6 separate regions of the Mus musculus genome follow, and all the other regions are linked to region 1. A link is a contact called in public HiChIP or PLAC-seq and promoter capture Hi-C data. All regions are on one chromosome and are shown on one strand. The core of a region is the stretch at or near the end of the contact, and the rest is flanking DNA. Distances in the headings are between cores, read along the strand shown.

Region 1 (2,900 bases), core at 264-2,763:
GGCATCACACCCTTGAAGTGATACCGGGGCCCCAGCACTTTCTTGTCTTTGCTTCTTGGCCGTCAAGATCTAATAAATAAATCTCTTCCTTCTTGTGTTCTTGTCATGACATGCTGCACCACCACCAGGGCCAAGCAAGCATGAATTGAAACCTCTGAGACTATGATCCAAACAAATATTTCTTCCATTTAAAGCATGAACTCAGGGAGCTAGGGAGATGGCTTAGTGCTTAAGAGTACTCCCTTGTGTTGGAGAGGACTTGAATTTGGTTCTCAGACCCACAAGAGATGGCTCACAAGTTGGTTGTTATAACTCAGGCTCCAGGGGCTTGGACATCCTCTGCAAAAATCTGTGGGCACCTACACCAATGTGCACCTCCCAACACATACTTGTGCACATAATTTAAAATAATAAAAAATAATTTAAAAAATTGGCTACTGGTTAGCTTATGTGTTTTGTCACAGTAATGAGACTATCTAATACAGGTAGGTGGTCTAAGTCTATTAAAAGATGGAACGAGAAATTACTCCTGTAATCTAACATACTATAGATACCATATTTGAATGCCAGGTGAGGCAGGAGGTGGAACGGGACCACGGAAAGCATCTATGAGCCTCAAAACCATTTTGAGAGTCTCACACAAAGCTTCCCAGTTATATTTCACTGGCCAAGACCTTTTCTTATTGGTTAGTTTTGGCACCAGGGCAGCTGGGAAATGCAGTCTTTATTGAGGGTTGCAATGTCTTCAGCTAAAATTGGTGTTCTGTTAATAAGGTGGGGGGGTTGTGAATATGTGAACAGTTAGTTTTCCCCACAGCATGCAGCAACGTGTGGGATAAATGCACTGTGGTGTGTTGTCTTGAGCTGAGAGCTCAAGACCCCTACTGCCGAGTGTGTTAAGCCAAACTACAGGGAAACGATGGTTATCCACCATCAGGTGTTGCTTGACTTCTGCCACACAAGGCAGGAGACTCAGCATCTGATCCCTAAAGCTCCGTCTATTTGACTCTCTTCCCCTCCTGGGTTGGAACCACTGTGTCCTAACTTTGATTCTGGGTGCAAAAAGAACGTTTTGGTGGCGTACCTACAGTTTGGCCTCTGTGCTGCAGGGAGAGGCAGGGTTGCTGGGGTTCCAGACCTCCTTGACTTGGGAGTCACCCACTGAGAGCACTGTAGAGCCTCAAGTCAAAACCAGTCCCCTAGTCCCTTAGCTGGAACAGCCTTGGCAGAGGGAATAGGGAAGGAAGGAGGGAAGGAAGGAGAGAGAAAGGAGGTAGGAAGGAGATATATGAGAGAGAGAGATATGAGAGAGAGAGATATGAGAGAGAGAGAGAGAGAGAGAGAGAGAGAGAGAGAGAGAGAGAGAGAGAAGAGATCCTGTGGGGTACTGGCTGTCCAGCTAGCTCTCCTGGAGCGCCCTGCTTGCTCAAGTTCACTGCCAACTCCACCGCCCCCGGGTGGCCTAGGGCGAGGCGGGGCGAGGCGGGGAGGGGCGGGGCGGGGCGGCGGCGGCAGCGCGGTTGTCAAGCTCGCGCTGAGGAGACTGTCCTTGCGCCGTGGCTGCCGCCAGCAGCAACCTAAAGGAAGAGGAGACCTGGATCGCTCTGTGCAGCGAGTAGTCCCGGCGCCTTCCTGCGCCCGCTTGGCCGCCGTCGGGCCACGTCCAAGAGCTGCCACCTGCAGCCAGGCCGCCAACCATGCCAGCCGCGCCGGTCCTGCGCCCGCCGCCGCCGCCAGCGACCCCCGCCCCGCCGGCACCCAGTCGCCCTGCGCCTCCCATTCCGGGTAAGTGCCCTCGGTGACTGTCGGGAACCCCACTCTGAGCGATGGGGCAGCAGAGGCAGACCCTACGGGGATGCACTGTGCAGGCATGTGTGCAGGCTTGCGATTTGAGTTCATGTGTGCTCTGCGTGAGTCTGTTGTGTGCATGTGTGTACTTGTGCAACCCCTCTACACAACGGGAAACTTGCTAGGGGGTGACACCAGCTTGAGCGGTTCCCCTCTGGGCAATCAGAACGCCATTCCTGGAAAAACATACTGGGCAGGTGCAGGAGGCTGCAGGAAGAGTCACCACAGAGGGAGCTGTCGTTGATTAATCTTCATGGGGGAGGCACTAGTCACCCAGAGACGTCCCTCATTCCATCCTTTTCTGAAAGAACCTCTGTTTTGAAGCTCTAGAGCTACCTCCTTGTCAAAGGTCATCCAAGAGTTGTGGAGAGGTTTACTGAACCCTGCTTTCCAGAGCGCTGTTTCTAGCCAGAGAGTCACAGAAGAACAAAGGGGGGTTAGAAAGAAACAGTACAGGCAGAGTGTTTGGGAATTAGCAGGCTAGATCAGAGCGGGAGAAATAGAACCATCAATTCATTTCAAATATAGCCCCACGTTTTCACTCCTTTCCACGTCTGGCTCTGGGGGCGAGGTGTGGTGGAGAAAGGATGAGGCAGCTCCCGGGCCGGGCAGAGGCGTCTGGGGACACCTTCCCAGAGTATGTGCCTGCTGGGAGTGGGGCTGAGAAGCTGTGGAGGGAATTAGGTTGTTACTTGCTCCATATAGTGAGTCATTTCTCTGCCTCACTCCTTCTGAGTCCAGACCATTCTCTGTCCTCTACTTGATGGTTGATAGCCGTCCAGTGGGAGCTAGGTCCCACTCTCAACCGCTCTTATAACATATGCTGGCATTAAGGAGACTGTTTTGGGGCCTGCAGAGGGGGGTCTGTTGGCTTTTACAGGGGTGATCTACTGGGGCTAGTGTTGGGCTAAGGATCACAGAGAAGCGAGGTTCCCAGAGCTCTAGGTAGGGACACGTTATTCCTGGGGGGGGGGGGGAGAAAGCAGAGCCCCAGGGAGGAAACAGGGCTGTGGAGTGCTGGTTTGTCTACTCCCAACTTCAGCAAAGCAAGT
Region 2 (2,900 bases), core at 251-2,750, 2.3 Mb after region 1:
TTATTTAAGGGATGATATTTTAAAAATTCAAAATACTTTAAAAACATTTATTTGTATGTGTACTTTTAATGTGTTATGGGTATTTTATGTACTTGTACCATGGGCATTGCCTGGCGCCTTTAGAAGTCAAAAAGGGCATCGGATCCTCTGGAACTGTAGCTAGATGGTTGTGAGCTGCCATGTGGATCCTGGGAATCGAATCTAAGTCATCTGCAAGAGATCTGATGATGCCTCTGCCTCCAAGGGCACCCAAACTCAGGTGCTTATGCCAACCATTATGGAAAACTGCAAACAACCCAGAGGCCTATTGCTATATGGACGGATGGATCAACAAGTCAGAGTATAACGGGGAAGGATTAAGTATAAAAAGGTAGAGACTTTTAAGATACGTACTTCATGGAATGAAATACCAACATTTTGCTATGAGAAGTTAGACCCAAAGATTACAGCAGCAGATTGAGCCCTAGGGATATTGGGATCAGGGTTAAAGAAACTGGGAGAGGGGGAGGAAAGGAAAAAGAACACAGTGTGGAGTTACATAACTTTAAAAAATGGAAAATTACCCTACCATGTTAGAAATAAGTTTAGAATGCAAGAGACTGAGTTCCCGACTCGTCCAAGTGTCACAGCTAAACCTGTTCTCTACAACACTGGGCTGGAGAGATGGCTCAGCAGTTAAGAGGGTTTGCTGCTTTTGCAGAGAACCCAGGTTCAGTTCCCAGCATTCACATCAGGTGGCTTACAACTGCCACTTAACTCCATCCAGATCTGACTTCCTGGAACTTTTGGTTTCTGCAAGCGGGCACACTCAGGTGCACACACGTACACATGAAATAAAAAGAAATCTTATAAGTTAACGGCCCCAGCCATCCCCAAACAAAACTCGAGTTCTGTGGCTCAGGCTTGGGAGGCAGGGGTAGGGCCAGAAATGTAAGACCATACTGTAGGGTGAGTTCGAGGACATCCTGTGCTGCCTTTAGTCTCTGTCCAAACAAAAATCAAATTAAAGTCGCCCAGGGCAGAGGTGGTTAGTGGGTAACGGCGGTCTGGGGGCTTCCCGAAGTGAGGGTGGGAGGTGAAAGTGCGTCAAGAGAAAATGTGGATCCATTTGCAAAACCTCGGTATCAACTGGAAACAGAAAGTCCTCCAGGGCGACTGTGGGGGTGGCAGCAGGAAGGGACAGCCAGGCCTGTGCCGAGGAAGAACGCGACCCGTGTATTCCGGTTTTAAGAGACGGCAGGGGCGGGGCAGGGAGAGAAGTACCAAAAAGTTTTGAGTCTTGATGATGGCGGCGGAGCGAATCGCCGGAGATGCCGGAATTCCCACACTGGCCTTCCAGGGTCGCCCACGCGAGGCGACCCACACGGCCCCGACAGCCCAAGGCTCGGGCCATCAGTAGCGCCACAGGCCGCAGCCCACAGGGGCTCGGGCGCGCCGGGAGGCCGGGCTGGAGGCCGGGCGCGTCGCTCTGACGTCACGCGCGCGCTGACGTCGCCGGCAGCCGCAGCCTCTGAAGCGGGGCTGGGACCGGGGGGCGCCGAGTTTGATTAGTTTAGGGGGGCCGTCCCCCGCCGGCCGCCGCACCCCAGGCAGCGGCGTCTCTGCGTGTCGGCGCGTCCCGGAGGCTTCACCGCCGCGCCTCGGCGGTGCTGCGAGGAAAGTTGGCGTGTAAGGGGCGACGGGCGTGTGAGGGGTGGCGGGCGCGGCCATGGAGCCCCGCGGCGCCGAGTACTTCTGCGCCCAAGTGCTGCAGAAGGACGTGAGCGGCCGGCTGCAGGCGGGCGAGGAGCTGCTGCTCTGCCTCGGCACGCCCGGAGCCATCCCGGACCTGGAGGACGATCCGAGCCGCCTGGCTAAGACCGTGGACGCGCTCACCCGCTGGGTGGGCTCGAGCAACTACCGGGTGAGCGGCGGTGCGAACGGGCGCGCGGCCGGGGCGGGCGGGCGCGCTGCCGCCGGGGTCCGGGGACGCGCTGGCATCGCCCCCCAGGGCTTGGGGTACGGCCCCAGGCGGCGGTTCGGTGACACGTTGCTGTGTTGCTTGGCGCTTTACAAAGTGGTAACTTGCGGCCCAAGGCTTTAAGACTTTGTAACGTTTGTCTACGCCCGATGGCAACGCCTGCGCTGAGATGGGGCGTTTGAGTACGGCGTGAAGTTGGACCGTCAAGTTCATCTCTTGCTGTTATACTTAATCTCCAGTTTCTTTTCTCTCTACCCTCTCTTCATCCCTCTCCGCCTCTCTTCCTTTTTTTTTCTTTTTTGCTTCTCTCTTCCTCCCTCTCTTTCCTCTGTCGTTCCCTCCCCGTCTCCCTCCTCTCTTTTCCTCTCCCCTCTCCCTTTCTCCCTCTTTTCTTTCGTAGTCTTTACGTGAAGGTTGAGATCACCCAAAAGCACCGTTAGCGCGTATTCAGGTCCTTCGCACGGAAGGACTGCTCATCTCATGGCATTTATTCACATTTCCCTTAATTGACAGCAGAAAGCCGTTGACCACTCATCAGTTCTCTTGTTTTCCCGCAGTTGGGACGAACTTAGATTTGAAACACTATGGTTTAGTTGATGCTGCAAACGAAGCGGGAATGGGGAGGAGTGCGGTAAGGTACGAGGAGGAATGGGTGTCCGGTCAGCATCAGGGAGTTGTTATGTAGCCACCGATGGAGAAAAGTGAATATTCTGTAATTAGTTGGAGTTGTTAGTGGTTACTTTTCTTTTTAGTCTTCTGGTGGCAGTATTGCTTTAAAATGCAGGCGGGAGCTCCCGTGGATGGAACGATTCTTAGTGATGTATCCAGCAAATAGGCTGTACTTTGAAAGCTTCTATCTATAGAGACAAGAAAAGCAGTTTTAATGATGAGATCTTTATGGAATTGTTGGAAGGTTAGACTTAGCAAGATTTAAAATAAA
Region 3 (2,900 bases), core at 232-2,731, 2.3 Mb after region 1:
GATACGTCACCCCAAAGGGGCCGTGACCCACAGTTTGAGAACCACTGCCTTAGAGGCACGGATGATACAATGTGCATCAAGCACTTGAGACAGCCGCTGGATACACAGGCCACATATACCACCCGCAGACAAGCACTGTGTGACTAACCCCAGCACTCGCAGACGTTCCTTACAGTTTTACAAAACTCGGGCACTTTAAAGCAAATCCACTCTAAAACTCTCGTGAGAGAACTGTTTGAAATCTGGCTCCTCACTCTGTCAACAGATAAAGTCTACTCAGTGCTGGGAGCCATTCTAACTACGGTAAGGGCTGCTAGTGGCCATCTGGCAACACATGCAGGAAACATCACGGGAGCAAGATGATGCCAAAACTAAGGGGTGTCTCTGGACAGCTCTGTTCCCACCCTAATCCACCAGCGTCCCTTGCATGAAACAAGATCATATTACCAGAAATTGGATCATAAGGTATCACGGAAATGTTATCATTATCAAGTACCTGGGTTGTCACCAATTGCAAAAAGGACCAGGGTATTCCATACGTGCATACGCCCGTGTCAAAAGATTTTTAAGTAACCAGTCTCAGCGGTCTACTATGTCATTCAAGTTTTCTTTCAAACGACTGTAGCTCCTAACTTTTACAACTGTCAGTCTGTCACTTGATTATTGGAACATGAGATGACTTACTTCAAGTGAACAATATAATAAGTCACCGACATTTGGTTTAGTGTCCAAATTCTCTCCCTTCCCTTTCGTAACTATTATTAGGAAATCTAGACGTGGTCCAATAAAGTCACAAACAGGGATTGTAAAAGGGAGACTCCAGTTGTAACACCCAAAAAGTGAAAACCGGTCAAACGGCTGTAACCAGAGAGATCATTACACGGCAGACGTCCTCCCAGGTAAGGAGCCTCGGTGACAGAAGGCACTCGGAAGGGAGGACAGGGTTATGAGTCCTCTCACCAGGAAAGAATGCTGACCACACCTACGCTGCTGGCCTGAGTCAGAGTGGAGGCCAGGCGCGGGGGAGAGGAAAAGGCTATGAAGGGAGGAGGAAGCGAGGCTGGGGAGGGGAGCGGGGACAGGAAGGGAGGCTGGGAGGGAGCCCCGCCGCCCGGGCCCACCTCAGCAACGTCTCCAGGGCGCCCTCATGCTTGTCCAGCGGGCGACCGAGCGCCGAGCGCCGCAGTTTGCTGAGCTCCTCGGCCGCACGGCAGTACTGGGCCTGCTCCTCGCCGCCGCTCGGGTACGTCTGCTGGATGAACTTCACCAGCGGCTTGGCCAGGTCCACCTCCGAGGTCTTCTTCAGCTGCACCCAGATGAACGACGCCATGGTGAGCGCCCGGCCGCCGCGTCGGGCCGCACAGACGGAGGGACAGCGACCACGGCCTAGGCGCGCTCGGCACCGGCAGCGGAGGAGCGGACCGACGGGCCGACGGACTGGGCCGCCAGCGCTTCGAGCTGGCCACTTCCGGGAGCCCCCGCGCAGGCGCAGTCGGAGGGGCGCGCCGCTCGGTCACGTGATGGTGCCACCAAAGCGTCGCTCACCTGGGCTCGCCTGTGCGGCGCCTGCGTGGTGGGATCAGGCGGTAGCCTACTGCGATGATTAAATTTTCAAAAAGATTCTTTTGGTTATTTTGGTTTGGTTTGGTTGTTTTGTTCGAGACTGGGTTTCTCTGTGTAGCCCTGGCTATCTTGGAACTGACTTGTAGTCCAAGCCGGCCTCGAACTCGCGGAGATCTTCCTGCCTATGCCTCCCCAATGCTGGGATTAAAGGCATACGCCACTACCACCCGGCTCAAGAAGATTTTAAATTCTCCTTAGATTCTGCTCTATTTTTCTTTTTAAAATATTTTTAATTGATTGTATTTTTCCTTTTTTATTACAAAAATTAATTTTATAGGTCAATATATTCTGCCCGGTGGTGAAATGCTCCTTTGTTATGCTTTCTCCTATGAGACCAGACCCTGGGGAGTATTGTGATGTGCGGTTGAAGGTCCATTGTGTGTGCAGCCTTACCCCCACCCCCACCCCCCAGGGCAAAAGTAGAAAAAGTCCCTGCCTTCGTGCAGTCTTCCAGGTAAGGACACAGTCGGTAGTAAGGTACGTAAAAAGAGATCTCTTAGAAGAACATAGCATAAGCAAGATAATTTAAGAAACATCCTCCCAGAAGATGAATTTAAAAGAATACTCGCAATTTGACATTAAAAGAGAGCACGGGTGGAGAGACTTAAGTGGGAAGAGGCCCCAGACCTAAAGCACGAGTATCCCATATCCAGAACTTAAAAGGGAAGTAGAGACTAGAATGAAAGGAAGTTGAAGAGTGACACCACAAATCATTATGAAACTTGTAGTCAGTGTCTAGAATCTATTTAGTACAATCAGTCGTACTTAAGCAATTTTTTTTATATTTTTTACAAAGGCCTCCCTGGGTAACTGGGGAAATAGATTAGCAGTTAAAGACTGTTTGCTGCTCTGCCTGAGTGAGAGGCCGACCTGGGTTCCCAGTAGCCTCTTTAGGAACACACTCAACACCTGTAACTCAAGGCGACCCATCACCCTCTTGGGGCCTCCTCTGGGGCCAGCCCTCACGCGCACATACATAGAATGTTTCTTGAAGGCCTCCCAGAAGACAAGTCTGGTATTTTTACTGTTTATTTTTATTATGGTTTATTTATTGGGGAGTACTCAGAGGTCAGAGGTCAACTTCTGGAATCAGTCCCTTCTACCACGTGGGTCTCAGGGGTGGAACTCAGGTGGGCATGATTGACAGCAAGCACCTTTCCCTGCTGAGCCATCTCACCACTCTTGATGGAGCAAATGTTGATGAACAATATCGTCCATGAAACATTCCAGGCAAAACTAACTTGAATCTATCAAGCCTTCACATCAAACACGCAATT
Region 4 (2,900 bases), core at 199-2,698, 2.2 Mb after region 1:
GAGTGTAGGCAGAGCTGTGGATAGGATCAAAACGCATTGTACTCATCTATGAAACTCTCAAGACCAAAAAAGGAAAAATAGGCAATAAATATTTCTAAGATTTAAAATAAAACTGATTTTTTTTTCATACAATATATTCTGATAACCGTTTCCCTTCCCCCAACTCCTCCTGATTTCTCTCCATCTCCCTATCCACCCAGATCCATGCCCTTCCTATCTCTCCTTAGAAGCACAGGCATCTAATGAAAAGTAATAAAATAAAACAAAAACAAACTGGAATAAGTCAAAATAAACAAACAAAAGAAAAGCGAGCCAAAGAAAAAGAACAAGAAACACATATATTTAAGACAGAGTCTCATCATGCAGCCTGGCTAACCTGGATCTCACTATGCAGACCCGGTTAACCTCGAACTCAGAGATCTCACAAGTCTCTACCCAGTCATGCACACCATGCCTGGCTGTCAGACAGCAATGTTTTACCATGAACACTCTGGGAAAACGATCATCAAAGTTTACGGTAAAAGTTTGAATCAGCTTTGATAACATATGATGTCTTCTAAATTAACAGAGGCTCATGATACATAAGCACAGCGTGCTGAACATTTTCTTTGTACCTGTCAGGAAATCCAGCTTCAATACAATAACTTAGTGTTGATTATAAAAGATTTTACCTCTAGTGCCGGGCGTGGTGGCGCACGCCTTTAATCCCAGCACTCGGGAGGCAGAGGCAGGAGGATTTCTGAGTTCGAGGCCAGCCTGGTTTACAGAGTGAGTTCCAGGGCACCCAGGGCTACACAGAGAAACCCTGTCTTGAAACACACCCCCACCCCAAAAAAAGACTTTACCTCTGTGTGCAATGGCATTACAGATTATCAAAAAGCCTCTGTTAATTTAAATTAATAAATTTACAAAAAAATAATGGCTTACTAGTTCTGATTTTGCTTAGCATAAATGATTTTTGCTTTTCCATGAAAGAGAAATCAATCCATATAAATTTATCAATAAGACACCAATGGTCTGGGACTGTAGAACCTAACAAACCTTTGGTTTCAATCCCCAGCGGGGAAAGAAAATAGAAGAGACCAAAAAGAATAAGAAAGATGTGTCCCACAGCTATCTTTCTCTAAAATTAAAAAAACAAAAAACAAAAAAGAAACGTGCCAAGGGCTGGAGATGCAGCTCTGTAATAGCATGCTTACCCAGCTATTCAATCCCCTGCTCTGCCAGGACAGACATAGGAATGTTTCAGGTTAAAGGCTTGCTTGGGCATGTAGAAAGGCTTTGTCTCTGAAAAGGGGGGTTGGGAGTAAGCTGGGGACACAGCTCAGTGGTAGAATGCCCATATAATATGCACCAGGCCCTGGTTTAATCCTCAGCCCTGCAGGGCAGGGGTTAGGGATCCTGTTGCTGTTCCCTGGGGCTATTCTCGTGTTTAGATTCCTTGCTCTTCACATCCTCGTGTTCTGACCAGATCCAGGCATGTAGCTGGCATTCCTGGTCCACCCATCCTGTAGCCCTGGATCCCTTAGACACACTGCTCTGCAGCTCTCCTGCTGTTGAGTGCTGCCCGGGACCTGCTCTGCCCTCCACACCCTCTACCAGTGCACTCAATACATGAACACAGCTGAGGCCATGAGGAACCTCAGCTGTGCTCATGTATTCTCCCTCTGTTCTCACAGTATACCAGTTTCCCAAGAAGACTCCCAAAGTGGTGCCCCACACTACTGTCTAAATCCGAACAGCAACCCCGATGCTTTTCCTGCTGAGTTTATAAACTTGTAACCAATCATTGTCATCTTTGTACATGACAAAGGTTCCACACTGGACAACAAGCTGAGATAAAGAAAGGTTATATTCATTTGCTAATTTTACAAAGTACTTAACACAGTAAGTACTCACGAAGTAAGTCTTGCTAGAATATATATAATTATTCTATACAAAGAGAAATAAAGAAGAGTATTAACAACTTTAGAAATCTATTGTGCCTGGAAATGTACCTTTTCAATACACTGTTTCTTACTTGCCTGGACTTACTTCCTAGGCAGCAGGGAGCCTCTAATGTAATACAACTGACCTTACAGCAGCCACCACCACATTCTGCCTGCATTTTCTCTCCTCTCTAAGACTTCCCTAATGAGAGGCTCTGTGGGTTCGCTCTCCTGCCATCATTAGAAATATCATCCTGATGCTGTCCATTTACTAACATGCACACCTTGCCAATCTTCCCTTCAAACCATGTGGAATACAAAGAAAATCATGAAGAACAAAGAAACTAAAGTTGGAAGGCTCCCATCTTCTTCACCCCAAGGGAAGTTTCTGTCCTTTCTAAGCTTCCCTTTTACAACATCTGAGTTAAACACTGTTAGCATATGAAGTACCAGCTCACAAAAGTAACTCAACAAATGAAAATTCCAACAGGACATTAATCAATAACTCCACTATCACTCAATGTATAGAATGCTAGTTTTGATATAACAACCCCGATTTACTTCTGTATGTGTTTATGTGTCTGTCTGTGAGCATACAAGAATGTGTGGTACTTGGACTCAAACCCCAAGCCTGGTGCAAGCTAAACAAGTGGCCTTCCATGAAGCTGCACCCCAAGCCCCTTCGGCTGAGTTGGCAGTAAGACTCTGGCAGTCTCTACGTAGCAACTTGAACAGAGTCCCATGAACACAGGACTCCCCATGTCACGTTCTCCCTTCTCACCTCGCTGCCCTGCATGGTCTTTGCTGGGTTAGCAGAGGGGATGGCAGCATTCAGCTCTGGCTCCGGCTTACACAGAAGTGCGATGGTGTCTCGATGGGACTGGTAGCGCTCCTTCACCTGTCCATCCGCTTGCACAGCTTTATCTAAAACGGCTCTGAATTTGGCTCCCTCTGGGGAAAAGAGTTTCCAGA
Region 5 (2,900 bases), core at 178-2,677, 2.2 Mb after region 1:
CCTCTCTATTCCTGTCAGCCAAACAGGACGGCTGCCTCACGTAAAGAATGGGGCTTTGGCAGAGCACACAGGGGTGCAGTCAGGCCTCTGGGCAGAAATGCCTTGACTCTGTGTTCTGTCTCCCAGGGCCTCAGTGTACTCACTCGTGAAGGTAATAGCTCGAAGTGTTTCTCAAGTTCATAGAAGACAGCCGCCATAATAGATGTGAGGCACCATTGTCTCCTGGCTTCTGTTCAAAACTTCTTCCCACCAAGAATGGTGGAGCACACACCTTTAATCCCAGCACTTGAGAGGCAGTTGGGTCTCTGTGAATTCAAGGCCAGACTGTTCTACATGGTGATACCTTATCTCAAAAATAAATAAATAAATAAATAAATAAATAAATATCTTCTTATGGCCTCTCCTGTCTCTCTGTAGGAAAAAAAAAATGGCTCTTGGATAATCTCTCCAAAAAAGCTCTCTTTCAATCAGTCAATTTGCTTACAAAAGTTTACTGAGCACCTACCCCGTGCCAAGATCCTTTGCCAAGTACTGGGCATTCAAATCAAATGAGATAATCCTGCTATCTAGGGAATCCCAGGGCAGCAGAAGTGACAAATACCAGGTAAGACAGGACACCTCAGAGATGTAGAGGAAGGGTAGCTACCGGATATAGCAAGGATAACCCATGTTCTCTTTGGAGTCATGGTTTCCGTCAGGTTACCTGCCCTCCTTGGGAGGGAGGACTCCTGTCATGAAAATCGAGGGGCTGGAAGCTGTCAGTATTTAAGGTTTGTAAGTCTTCCATGGCCTGCTCCGAAAGATCCTGCTATGAAGAAAATATGAAGGATGTGTGACTAGGAGAAGACTCTGCCAAGGAAGTGTTTGACTCACAATCGTGAGGACCTGAGTTTGATCTACAAGAGATGGGAGAAGCCATCATGGCACACACTCAAAATCTCATTGCTGGAGAGCCTGAGACAGGTGGATCGCTGGGACTGGCTAGCAAGTGAGCATAGCCTATTTGGAAAGTTCTAGGTCAGTGAAGAATCTGCATCAAATAGTATGAGCAATGCCTCATCTTTTCCTCTGGCTTCCACGTGCATGTGCACACGCATGCGCACACAAACACACACACATGGTGAATAAATAAGAAGATTCTAACCTCCAGGTAAGCTTTATACTCTAACAAACTCTCCCCTCTCCCTTAAACACACACACACACACACACACACTCACACACACTCACACACACACACACACACACTCACACACACACACACACTCACACACACACACCAGCACTCACTGTAAGAGGATCTTGTGTATCACTCATAACCGAGCAACCTGCCATCTGCCCCCGCACCTCTCTCTTTGGTCATGGCTGAGAGGTACTGCAGGGGTCTCCTGGATGCACCTGGAATGAATTCAGGTCTCATCCTAGTGTGGCACGCAGCTGCTGAGTTAATAAGAAAGCTCTGGCAGCTTCGGAAGGCAGTTCAGGGCTTTGAGCTATTTATAGACACTTCAATATGCACAACGGTTGCCTTACACTTTCCATTAACCCCTCCGAGGTTTGAACCGGCAGATTAATTTCCCAGTTCTCTGAGGAATGCTGGCCTTTATTAACCCCATTAGGACATTTTCTTTAGGGGTTCAATTCTCTGTGTGTGGAGAAAAAAAAAAACTCTGAACGTCTTCATAGGCTTGTTCAATTTACCTTGTGCTTCTTAAGTTATAAAAAATAAGAAGAATTTCAAACTCCAAATGATAAACATTCCAAACAGTTTTTGTAGCAAATAAAACTCATAGCTGGGGCATGCAAATTAACAAAACAAAACAAAACAAAAAACCACAAATCATGGATAAGCATGGTACCTTACATATTTGCAAAAATGGTAGCATGTATGGCTGTGTAAGTATTTTCATAAACAAGAAAGAAAGAAAGAAAGAAAGAAAGAAAGAAAGAAAGAAAGAAAGAAAGAAAGAGAGAGAGAGAAAGAGAAGAGAGAGAGGAAGGAAAGAAGGAAGGAAGGAAGGAAGGAAGAAAGGAAGAAGAGAGGGAGGGAGGAAGAGAGAGAGAGAGGAAGGGAGGAAGGAAGGAAGGAAGAAGAGAGGGAGGGAGGAAGAGAGAGAGAGAGAGAAGGAGGGAGGGAGGGAGGAAGGAAGGAAGGAAGGAAGGAAGACTTTACATATGACCTGAGCTCAAGCCCCACCTCTGCCCCCACCGATCTCTTTGTGCTAAGGTTACCTTTGACCTAAGAGAGGAGAACTCAACTGAAGAGTGTGCGGAAATATCTGAGCATCAGAATCCTCCAAGTGATGGTGCAGAGGGCCCGGCATGTGGCTTGGTGGGCAGAGTACGTGAAGTCCTGGGTTCAATCCCCTGCACTTCAGAGACCGTTTGTGACGGTGCCTAACCATAATTGGAGCATGCAGGAGGTGAGAGTAAGAAGATCAGAAGTTCAAGGTGATTGTCAACTCTGTTGCAAGTTCAAGACCAGCCTGGGCTACAGAAGACACTGCATCAAAAGTTTTAAAAACGATATTGCAGATTGGTCCCATTATATAAAGTTAACAGACGCTCCAGCAAGCCAGGGCTTCTGAGTTCTGCCCAGTGTTCCTCCTTCTTCTTCCCGTGTTGGGTCCTCCAGGGCGCTCCATGGGGCACCGAGGGATCCCCAGATCATAGATTGAAGCTTCCTTTCATCCAGAGTTTCCAGTTTAGCTGGGTATAAAACTTTTGTAGTAGGACCTGATGGTTTGTTTTTTTTTTTTTAATTTCCATGGTTTCTGATATTATGTCCACATTTCCATTTCTGAAGCTTCTTGAATTGAGTAAAGTTCTAAATCTTCCGTAAGCCTCAAGCTTTTTTATTCTTGCTGCCAAGCCTTTGCTTCCATCAACCCAACCAGCACCT
Region 6 (2,900 bases), core at 252-2,751, 2.1 Mb after region 1:
TGGAGGATAAGACAGGGAGGTTTTAAGTGGTAGAGTGGACCTAGAGATCGCAGTTCATAGCACTTTCCTTGAAAGCAGAAAGAGCTGAGTTCTATTGCCAGGACCCATGTGGAAGGAAGGAAGGAGGGTGAGAGGGAGGGGAAGGAGGGAGGGAGGGAGGGAGGGAGGAGGGAGGGGAGGAGGGAGGGAGGGAGGGAAAGAGGAAGGAAGGAAGGAAGGAGGGTGAGAGGGAGGGGAGGGAGGGAGGGAGGGAGGAGGGAGAGGAGGAGGGAGGGAAGGAGGAAAGGAAGGAAGGAGGGAGGGGAGGAGGGAAAGAGGAAGGAAGGAAGGAAGGAAGGAAGGAAGGAAGGAAGGAAGGAAGGAAGACCTGGGTATGGTGGCAATGCCTTTAATTCCAGCACTCAGGAGGTAGAGCCAGGCTGATCTCTGTGAAGTAGAGGCCAGCCTGGTCAACAGAGTGAGTTGTGGACAGCCAGAGCTACATAGTGATATCTGTCTCAAAAGAAAAAAAAATCAGCCCAGGCAATGTAGTAGGCATGCCCTTACAATCCTAGGAAGAGCAAGTATCCTCTGGAATGGTGAAAGTGCCCCTCTCTCAATTGGGGTTATGCCCACTTGGACCATACATTTAAGTTTTTATCAAACTGTTCAAAATATGTACATTTTTATTTTTAAAAAACATATATCTCAATTAAAATAAAGCAGAATAGGCTGCAGAGATGGCTCAGAAGCTGCTCTTACAAGGGTCCTGAGGGGTTTTTTCCCTGCACGCATGTTGTAAGCATTAAACCACCTCTAACTCTAGCTCCAGGAGATCTGACGCCCTCTTCTGGTTTATTCAAGGACCCATACAGCTACAGCAAGCATACATGTGTGTGTGTGTGTGTGTGTGTGTGTGTGTGTGCGCGCGCGCACATGCGCGCGCGCGCAAAAATAAAAAATAAATATAAATATGTCTTTAAAAAACAAAATGATATAAATAACTTCGTAAGTAGAAATCATGGAGGATTTGTGAAGATTGGATGAAATCCTAAAGTCCACAGCAAGAGATGGGAGAGGACCCAGATTTCCTGAAACCCTCATTCTCCCCACAGGCAATAACTCTTCCGGGACAGAAAGCGAGGGCCTTGTCACGCCAAGCAGAGCCGGCATTTCCCGTCAGGACTCCAGAATCCGTGCTCAGCAACCTCGTAGAATTTGGGGTGTTCATTTGGACAGTGAATCAGGGCTCTTGGGGACAGGAGCCCTAGAGCAGCTCAGGATTTAAATAATGATGTGTCAAAATCTGCCTCCGATGTCTCAGATTTAATCTTCCTCGTGACCTTGTAGGCTTTCAGGATTATTAGAGCCAGCCACACAGAAGCAAAGAATATTAAAGTTGTTTGTCAAAAACCTGCTGCTTCTGTCAGGAAAAACTCCAGAACAGAGGAACATATGTGCTGGAAACGGAAGAACCTCCGAGTGGAGATGGGGAGGGGGATGATGTGATGTGCCGATGTTTGCCAAAAACTGCTCAGCTGAATGGGGTGAGCCGACAGCCAGGGTTTGCGGCGTTCACACGGAGTCCAGGGGCCAGCTCTTTGCTACACTTTCGGATTAAAATTATGTGTCCTCCATGTTTCCTTAGGATGAGCATGTCTGTCACTGCCTCAAATCCTTCTGCCCTTAGAAACCAGACTTGCTATTGCTCTGTTCGTGTTGTAGGACCAGCCAGGCGCGCGGTCTGGACCTCTGCCTCCTCGCTTGTCCAATGAAGTGGATTAAAGACTAATGTTAAAAGAGAGAAGTCTGGGAAATGGTTCTGGTGGCAAAGTGTTTACCTTGAAAGCGCAGGGATGTAAATCCAACCCTCAAAACCCACATCACAAAAAAAAAAAAAAAAAAAAAAAGAACAAAATGGGTTTCATACCCTTGTGTCTTTAATTCCCCATGCTGGGAAGGCGGAGCTAAACAGATCCACAGACCTCGGTACCCTGGCCTGCTGGGCAAGTTCTGGGCCACAGTGACATGCTTCCTCAGAAAATGTGGACTGCACCTAAGAAAAATCACCTGAAGCTGTTCACTGACTGTCGTGTGTGTGCGTGTGCCTCTGTGTGTGTGCGTGTGTGTGTGTGTGTGTGTGTGTGTGTGTGTATGTGCGTGTATGTGTGTCAGTGCAGACCTTCAGTCTCACCACTGACAAAGTAACTGGAAGGAGAATCATGAGTTTGAAGCCAGCCCGGGCTATGCAGAGAAAAGAAAACGAATTATTGCCATGAATTCTGCAGAAAGGCCTAGGACGCGCAGTAAGTTCTTAGTCGCATGAGCTGTACACGTTAAAGCCCCGGGCACTCCCTTTCCATCCACCACTGCAAGCAGATCTCAGACTACACCAAACTCAAATTCAAATGTGCACTCAGCCAGACCCATAATTCCAGCCATTCAGGAGGCTGACCATACGTTAAAGCCAGCCTGGAGGGCTTAGCAGATCTTATCTCCAATGTTTTAAGGTCTAGGGATCTAACTCCACGGTGTAGCACTTCTGTCTCCGCTACTAGAGGGAAAATATTCCTATATTCTAAATACTCCCCAGGGAGGAGGGGTTGATCAGCAGGATTCCACATAAGGTAAAGTTGCTTCTATTCCCAACTTAGTCCTGAGGACTCACTAAGGACAAGGCAGAGCCTAGCAGTCTCTGGGTTAAATTGACTTATTACAGCCTCACCACACCTGTCAGGCTCTGTGACAGCTTGAGAAAGCTTGGGTTCAAAGTGTTATGTGAAGGTGGTGTTGACAGGCACCTGGATAGGAGACACCCGTGCATTGCTCAGTTCCCTGGAGTCAGCAAGGCCATGGGGACAGACACACACATCTGCAAGAGAAACAGAGAGCTTTCGTTTTCTATTGCTAATAGCCTATAT

The links. Promoter capture Hi-C pulls out the DNA fragments that hold promoters and counts their contacts. HiChIP or PLAC-seq counts read pairs in DNA pulled down with a chosen protein or histone mark.
Region 2: a promoter capture Hi-C map of frontonasal cranial neural crest shows a contact between it and region 1. The contact joins the promoter of Clasp2 here to the promoter of Dclk3 in region 1. A contact is called at or near these places in 2 of 39 promoter capture datasets (frontonasal cranial neural crest and liver) and 1 of 115 datasets of contacts at active chromatin or transcription factors (stem cell-derived neural progenitor cells).
Region 3: a contact with region 1 is called in an H3K27ac HiChIP or PLAC-seq map of epiblast stem cells, with 19 times the contacts expected there. The contact joins the promoter of Pdcd6ip here to the promoter of Dclk3 in region 1. A contact is called at or near these places in 8 of 39 promoter capture datasets (the C10 cell line, cranial neural crest, embryonic stem cells and 5 more) and 3 of 115 datasets of contacts at active chromatin or transcription factors (embryonic stem cells, epiblast stem cells and large pre-B cells).
Region 4: a contact with region 1 is called in a promoter capture Hi-C map of stem cell-derived epiblast-like cells, with 6 times the contacts expected there. The contact joins the enhancer-like site here to the promoter of Dclk3 in region 1. A contact is called at or near these places in 9 of 39 promoter capture datasets (the 3T3-L1 cell line, 3T3-L1-derived adipocytes, the C10 cell line and 6 more), 3 of 115 datasets of contacts at active chromatin or transcription factors (embryonic forebrain, forebrain and stem cell-derived neural progenitor cells) and 1 of 9 other capture datasets (pancreatic islet).
Region 5: a promoter capture Hi-C map of second pharyngeal arch cranial neural crest shows a contact between it and region 1. The contact joins the enhancer-like site here to the promoter of Dclk3 in region 1. A contact is called at or near these places in 10 of 39 promoter capture datasets (the 3T3-L1 cell line, 3T3-L1-derived adipocytes, the C10 cell line and 6 more).
Region 6: a contact with region 1 is called in a promoter capture Hi-C map of hippocampal neurons, with 4 times the contacts expected there. The contact joins the enhancer-like site here to the promoter of Dclk3 in region 1. A contact is called at or near these places in 5 of 39 promoter capture datasets (the 3T3-L1 cell line, cranial neural crest, hippocampal neurons and 2 more).

What each region holds. Positions count from the first base shown.
Region 1 is chr9:111,437,568-111,440,467 of GRCm38.p6, forward strand. Dclk3 (doublecortin-like kinase 3) reads left to right here and starts at 1,514. Exons shown (of 5, transcript NM_172928.5): 1 at 1,514-1,785. The coding sequence starts at 1,698.
Region 2 is chr9:113,739,973-113,742,872 of GRCm38.p6, forward strand. Clasp2 (CLIP associating protein 2) reads left to right here and starts at 1,501. Exons shown (of 40, transcript NM_001114347.1): 1 at 1,501-1,903. The coding sequence starts at 1,709.
Region 3 is chr9:113,706,778-113,709,677 of GRCm38.p6, forward strand. It overlaps Pdcd6ip (programmed cell death 6 interacting protein), which reads right to left and starts at 1,482. Exons shown (of 18, transcript NM_011052.2): 1 at 1,122-1,482. The coding sequence starts at 1,330.
Region 4 is chr9:113,669,048-113,671,947 of GRCm38.p6, forward strand. It overlaps Pdcd6ip (programmed cell death 6 interacting protein), which reads right to left. Exons shown (of 18, transcript NM_011052.2): 12 at 2,710-2,879. Among named protein-coding and RNA genes, the nearest start is that of Gm36745, 27 kb to the left of the region's middle. Within about 2 kb of position 1,449, at least 25 of the 459 cell types and tissues checked have an H3K27ac peak or open chromatin away from gene starts, as enhancers often do. A contact at or near this core is called in stem cell-derived epiblast-like cells, where this site is marked.
Region 5 is chr9:113,633,769-113,636,668 of GRCm38.p6, forward strand. Gm36745 (a long non-coding RNA gene) reads right to left here. Exons shown (of 5, transcript XR_379913.3): 5 at 2,069-2,900. Among named protein-coding and RNA genes, the nearest start is that of Gm36745, 8.4 kb to the right of the region's middle. Within about 2 kb of position 1,428, at least 5 of the 459 cell types and tissues checked have an H3K27ac peak or open chromatin away from gene starts, as enhancers often do. A contact at or near this core is called in second pharyngeal arch cranial neural crest, where this site is marked.
Region 6 is chr9:113,513,855-113,516,754 of GRCm38.p6, forward strand. All of the region lies in intron 2 of AU023762 (expressed sequence AU023762), which reads right to left. Among named protein-coding and RNA genes, the nearest start is that of Gm36540, 47 kb to the left of the region's middle. Within about 2 kb of position 1,502, at least 11 of the 459 cell types and tissues checked have an H3K27ac peak or open chromatin away from gene starts, as enhancers often do. A contact at or near this core is called in hippocampal neurons, where this site is marked.